Linked DNA regions of Mus musculus: region 1 is linked to region 2. The links are chromatin contacts, called in public Hi-C maps. All regions are on one chromosome and are shown on one strand. The core of a region is the stretch at or near the end of the contact, and the rest is flanking DNA. Distances in the headings are between cores, read along the strand shown.

Region 1 (3,060 bases), core at 257-2,756, 240 kb after region 2:
TGACTCCATCTGGTCTACCTCTGCTTATCAAGTGTCCCACCTGGCCAGGATTTACATGGGTGACAGGGATCAGAACTGTAGTCCTCATACTGACAAGACAGTCCTTTATCCACTGAGCAGTATCCCCAGAAAGCATGTGATTTCACAACTATTTCAAGCAAAAGGAGCGGTTTTGATGGTCACCTGAGCCTATGAAGAAGGTCCCCTCTGAGCCAATGCTTTCCAAGGAGCTGTGTACTGTGTCGACATCTATGGTTGGTTCTGTGAACTGCAGAATCGCTGCTGAGTTTGCACTCCAGTCAGCAGGAACCAGGGCAGCTGACCCCTACAAAGCATTCTATTCACCACGAGGTTGAATCAGTTGGCAGAGCAAACTTTCCCAAGCTTCCCTATGGGACATTTGAGGAACCAGAAACAATCTCTGACCTGTAGGGGGAAAGATTCTACCTTTTTCCTGTAACCTTGGAGTTGGGTAAATCACATGAGGAGCAGAAAAGAGCTGGGGAGGGAATATGAAAGAAATGATATGCCAGGCAAAAAAAGAAGGATATGAAATCTACATTTGTGTGTATGTGTGCCTGTGACATGCATGAGTACAGAGTACATATGTGAGTATGTACATATATGTGCAATCATGTGTGCACATGTGTATATGTATTATGAATGTATATGCACATTCGTGCCCATGCATGTGTGAATGTACATGTGTATATATGTACATGTATGCTCATGTGTGTGCATCTGCATGTGTGAATGTACATGTGTATATGTACATGTATGTTCATGTGTGCATATGCACGTGTGAGTGTACATGTGTAAGTATACATGTATGTTCATGTGTATATGTACATGTATGTTCAAGTGTGTGCATGTACATGTATATATGTGTTGTGAATACATGAGCCTGTGTATGTATGAATTCATGTGTCTCTCCAAATCTGTGTATATGACAAACAACTGGCTCTCTGTGATTTGAAATGTAAGATGTTTTGAAAACTGTTCTTTCTCTGGGGTTGGGATCTTTATGCCTTGAGAACTTCAACAACCTTGGCATCCCTCTTAAAATGACTTCAGGAAGAAAGATGCATTATGTGTAAGGTGAAGGTCTATGGGTAACATAAAACTTTAGTCCCAGTTGACATCCCTCAGTCTAAGTTCCCATCTGCTGGCGAGGCTCGGCCTGCAGGAGCACACAGCTCAGCACCCCCTTCGCCCCACGTTTCCAGCACCTTTGTTCTGAGTTTTAAAGAACCCTGACTAATTCACTTTAGCCGAAAGCTAATCCTACACTGTAAGGCTAAGTATAAAACAAGTGACGTTCTCAAAGGGGGTGACAGAAATGAGCAGGGGGGATCGCTGAGTGCTCGTTAGCTGCGTGTTGTCACGTTAACTATGGGGTGTAACACCAATTTTCTCTTCTTTGTCATTTGCCAACACTATCCCCCTCCACAGAGCAGTCTGGCAGGGAGAGGCTCTCGGCAGCTGCTCACCCTCCTCTGCCCTGTGGAGGCCCGGAACTTTGCCTCCGTGGCCATGAGCCCCAGGAAGGGTAGCCACCCCGGACCAGTCACTGCCAGATCTGCCTGTCCAGAAAACTGTTAGGTGTTGGGATAAAGAAAACCCTCTGAGGCTTCTAAGCTAACACTGTGGATTTTTTTTTTTTAATATTCTTTGGAGGGCTGGATATATGGCTCAGCCATTGAAGGCTAGGCTTCAAAATATAAAATATTCTTTGGGGGCTGGAGAGATGGCTCAGCAGCTAAGAACTGCTTGCTGCGCTTGTAGAGGACCCAGATTTCCCTCTTAGCATCTACACTGGGCAGCTCACAGCCGTGTGACCATCTGGTACTCCAGTTCCAAGAGATCTGATCCGTTTCCTGCTTCCTGGGGACCTTACTGTTTATAAACTCACCCAGGTTCACACACATACACATATATATATATTTTAATTAAAATGTGCCACAGTAAGTGTGCATGTATGTGTGTTCTTGTGCATGCAAGTGCACCTATGCATATGCATGCGTGCGCGTGCGTGTGCATGTGCGTGTGTGTGTGTGTGTGTGTGTGTGTGTGTGTGTGTGTGTTTGTATGCACATGTACATGTGTGTGTATAGGCCAGAGGTCAATATTGGATGTAGGGTCTTAGGCAACTTTCACTTTTATTGTTGTTTTGAGACAGGGTCTTCGACTAGGAGCTCGGATCACCAATCACAAGAGGCCAGCCAGCCGGCAAGTCCCCAGCATCTGCTTGCCACTAAGCTTACAAGCCTTGAGATCAATTACAGGCTCCCACTGCCACGCCCAGCTTTTTAAGAGTGGGTTCTGGTGGACAAAATTCAGGCCCCTGTGCTTGCACAGCAAGCACTTTATCAGCTGAGATATCTCCACAGCTTTCCAGTTTTAATCCTTAGTCACTATTAGACCCAATAACTGGAGGCCTGGCACTCTGCGTAGATGCTGTGTCCCACAGAGGACATCTGAGGGGCGAGCATGCTATGTCCTGCTCCCCACAGCTGTAGGGCTGGGAGGAGTGCTGAAGCTCTGTCAGCCGAAGCTCTGAGTGAGCGCGTTACCATCAGCTGCTTGAACTCTGCTTGTCCTCCTCATCAGCGAGGTTCTGAAAACACACACACACACACACACACACACACACACCAAAACAAACGAAACTCAAAACTAGGGACTGGGGAGATGGCTCAGTCAGCTAAGCACTTGCAGCAAAAGCAAGCAGCCCGGAGTTCAGTTCCCTCCCCTCCCAACCCCCCACCACTCCAAACCCCCATCCCACCCCCAACCCCCACCCCAGCCCCACAGTAAAAGGCAGCCCACCCCCAGGCAATCCTCTATGGTCTCCACATGGAGAAGCAGGGATAGGAGGTTCCGGGGGGGGGGGGGGTCTCTGGTCTGTCTGGACAAAGCACTGAGGCTCAGGTTTAGTAAGAGACCCTGTCTCATCAAAAGAAAGTAGAGTCATGGAGAACACTTGGTGTCAGTTTCTGGCTTTCACATATGTGTGCACACATACACACACATGCACATATATAAATACATATAAGAAAA
Region 2 (2,887 bases), core at 230-2,729:
CATGTGTGCAGCTTTGGATATGTATGTATACATGTGTAACTGTGAGTGTGTATGCCCACATTAATGAGTGTGCATGGATGTGTGTGTGTGTGTGTGTGTTAAAGGGTAAGTATGTGTGCTCATATGTGATGTATGCACATCTGTGCATTTGGACATGTGTGTAAACATGTGTATATGAGTTTTGGAAGTCAGTACATAAGTTTGATGTGTGTTTCTGTGCCTCTGTGTGTACATGTGTGTGAGTCATGTGTATGCATGTATATGAGGAGTCTCTGCACACAAAGTATAGATGAGTATGTATGTGTTAGATACATGTAACCATGATATGTGTACACATACATAAGCATGTGTTATAAGTGGGTATAACTATATACATATGTGGTGTGAAGTGTGTGGTATATGTTGCATATGTATATATGACAGTGTGTGGGTATGTGTCTGATTGTGATGTATGTATATATTTTATGTACATGTATGTGAAAATTGAGGGAATATACATGTTGGGTTGATGTATGTGACATGTATTATATGTGAATGTGAAAGTGTGTGTATGTGGGTATACATATGTAGCTATGATACATGTTGTATAGATACATGTGTATGTTCATGTAGGAATGAATATATATATATTATGATGTGTGTGATATATTTACATTTTTATATGGGAGAATGTGAATATGTGTGTGATGTGTTTGTGTATGAATGTATGTTAGTGTGTATATGGATATGTATGTGTGGTGTTTGTGTTGTATATAGTGTTTGAGCATGCATGTGTCCGTGTGTGTGTGATATGTGTGATGTGCTTGTATTGTGTATGTGAGCATATACATAGGCATTTGCATGAGTGTGCATGTGGAATATGAATATGAGTACAGGAGGGCACATGACTTTGTGTATAGGCATGATTATGGGGTATACATATGTGGGGGTGGGAGCTAACCTGTGGCAAGCATGCTAGTTTATCTGTGTCAAAGCTACAATAGTGAAGGCTAGAGCATCAAGCCTGCCCAGAAAGCCATAGTTTAACAGTGGTGCCCAGGTGTCTGATTCATGGATGCTCTGTCATCTATGTGCACATCTATGTGCACAAGTAGGGTAGGATGTGGCAGCTCCGTGTTTGGTCACCTGTGGCAAGCAAGGAATCAGGAAGGAATCTGCACAGCAGGGAAATGGGCTGGCAGCTGATACTGGTAGCGTGTGTGGCCCTGTGCACCTGAGGGAGGCTTGAGTTGCAAGGACAGGAGCACGTGTGGTATCCTTGGAGAAACGAGGCAGAAGGGAGAGAGAAAACAGAAAGCATCGCACAGGCAGACACCAGCATTGTCTGTTCCCAGTGAGGGGTCAGTTCGGCAAGTTCAGGATTAGTAAATTTAATATCCTGTCAAAATCCTCATGATAATGAACGCAGCCTGGGCCGGCTGGCACGGCAGCTCCACACTGCAGCCGGCAAGATAGCGCAGCTAATTTATGAGCGAGGGATTGGGCTGTGCTGGCAAAGCAGGCTGGGTCCAGCAACGGAGGGCGGTCCTTGCTTGATGGAGAGCCATCAGCTAGGGATATCATTGGGTTCCAGTGACCCACAGCATGAGTGACCCTTGTACAGCTCGTTCCTTGGGGCCCTCCCTGGCTTGCAGGAAAGGATGAGGGGCAACGCCTTTCAAAAACTGACCCAACTCCATCTGCCTAAGATCCCGGGGTGGTGTTTGCCATCTGAGGTAGAAGGTGGGCACAGAGTGCTCATGAAGAGGTCAGAGGCTCACTGTATGTTGTGAGAACAGGCATGCTGGGAAAGGGGAAGACTGGGGGCTGCAACTACCTACAGGAGCTGGCCAGGGTGGGTCTCAGGCTGCACAGCGATGCAGCCTGCCTTGCTCCTCGGTGAGGAACATGCAGACGACAAAGTTCCTGTGCAATTTGTCTGAGGCTCCGCACCTCTCTAAGCAGCTGTCACCGCTGTGCATGATGGTGCATTGAATCTGAATGGGGCTCTCCACATCAAAACCTCGCTTCCATTATGATACCATCTCCCGCTCAGAGCTGTAATGCTTATTAATTCTGCGCCCATGCTCCCGGCTGAGGCAAATGTATTCCATCAGCCCAGCATTTAATTTAATTAGTACAGCTGGGCTCTCATTCTCCTCTCTGTGTCAGAGGTATTGTCAGCACGTTCTGCCGTAACACAATTACTGATTGCTTTTAGATAGGCAGAAATATGATTAGGGTATTGGGTGACTGTATCATAAGCCTTATTAGATTCATTTGAAATCTGGAGATAAATAGGAAACTTTTATTTGCAGTGTAATGAGATTATGCTTATTAGGCCAAGGCCTCGCAACCTTTTGCAAAGAACACAGCGGATCGGTCGGATTAGACCCTGGAACTACACTTTCTACTCTCGGCTCTGAGCAGCCACGCGGCCCCGTGCAGACTTAACTGTTGTCACCCTGCACATGGTTTGGATCTCAGCCGCCTGGGTCTCCTCGCCAGATAAAGGATGGGGGCAGCTCTTCTCCTTCTCCAAGTCTGGGGAAACACACCCATCTTGAAATGGAAGAGGAGGGAGCAGTCTTATATTTTGAAAAAAATCCATGTGCGGACTAAAAGGAGTTATTCTTCTCAGTGCATGTGTGTCGTTTATAGAGATTGGCATGCAGTAACCATCTCAAAAGTCCCTGAGCTCCATCAGAAGGCGACCATCCTGCCTGTTGTCATGATGATAGCAAGTGAGTCCCACGGTGCTGCATCCTCCATCCCCAGTGTTCATCAGAGGCCTTGAAGCTCCGTTGTGGGCAGGGCTCCTGAAAACACCCCTTCCTGCCTGGGACGCATGCGCAAAGATGTGGCAGAGCTGTGATTGAGGCTACCTCCTGTGTCATGAAGGAAGACA

What was found. Hi-C and Micro-C count contacts between places; a contact is called where the count stands out from the background.
Region 1: a Hi-C map of ganglionic eminence shows a contact between it and region 2, with 2.3 times the contacts expected there. The contact joins two enhancer-like sites. A contact is called at or near these places in 12 of 39 promoter capture datasets (the 3T3-L1 cell line, 3T3-L1-derived adipocytes, the HPC-7 cell line and 6 more), 5 of 484 Hi-C or Micro-C datasets (cerebral cortex, embryonic stem cells, ganglionic eminence and 2 more) and 3 of 115 datasets of contacts at active chromatin or transcription factors (astrocytes, embryonic basal ganglia and kidney).

The regions. Positions count from the first base shown.
Region 1 is chr8:12,564,270-12,567,329 of GRCm38.p6, forward strand. No RefSeq gene overlaps it. Among named protein-coding and RNA genes, the nearest start is that of Spaca7, 7.2 kb to the right of the region's middle. Within about 2 kb of position 1,507, at least 38 of the 459 cell types and tissues checked have an H3K27ac peak or open chromatin away from gene starts, as enhancers often do. A contact at or near this core is called in embryonic basal ganglia and ganglionic eminence, where this site is marked.
Region 2 is chr8:12,325,887-12,328,773 of GRCm38.p6, forward strand. Gm51562 (a long non-coding RNA gene) reads right to left here. Exons shown (of 3, transcript XR_003947512.1): 3 at 2,358-2,867. Among named protein-coding and RNA genes, the nearest start is that of Gm51562, 5.2 kb to the right of the region's middle. Within about 2 kb of position 1,480, at least 25 of the 459 cell types and tissues checked have an H3K27ac peak or open chromatin away from gene starts, as enhancers often do. A contact at or near this core is called in embryonic basal ganglia and ganglionic eminence, where this site is marked.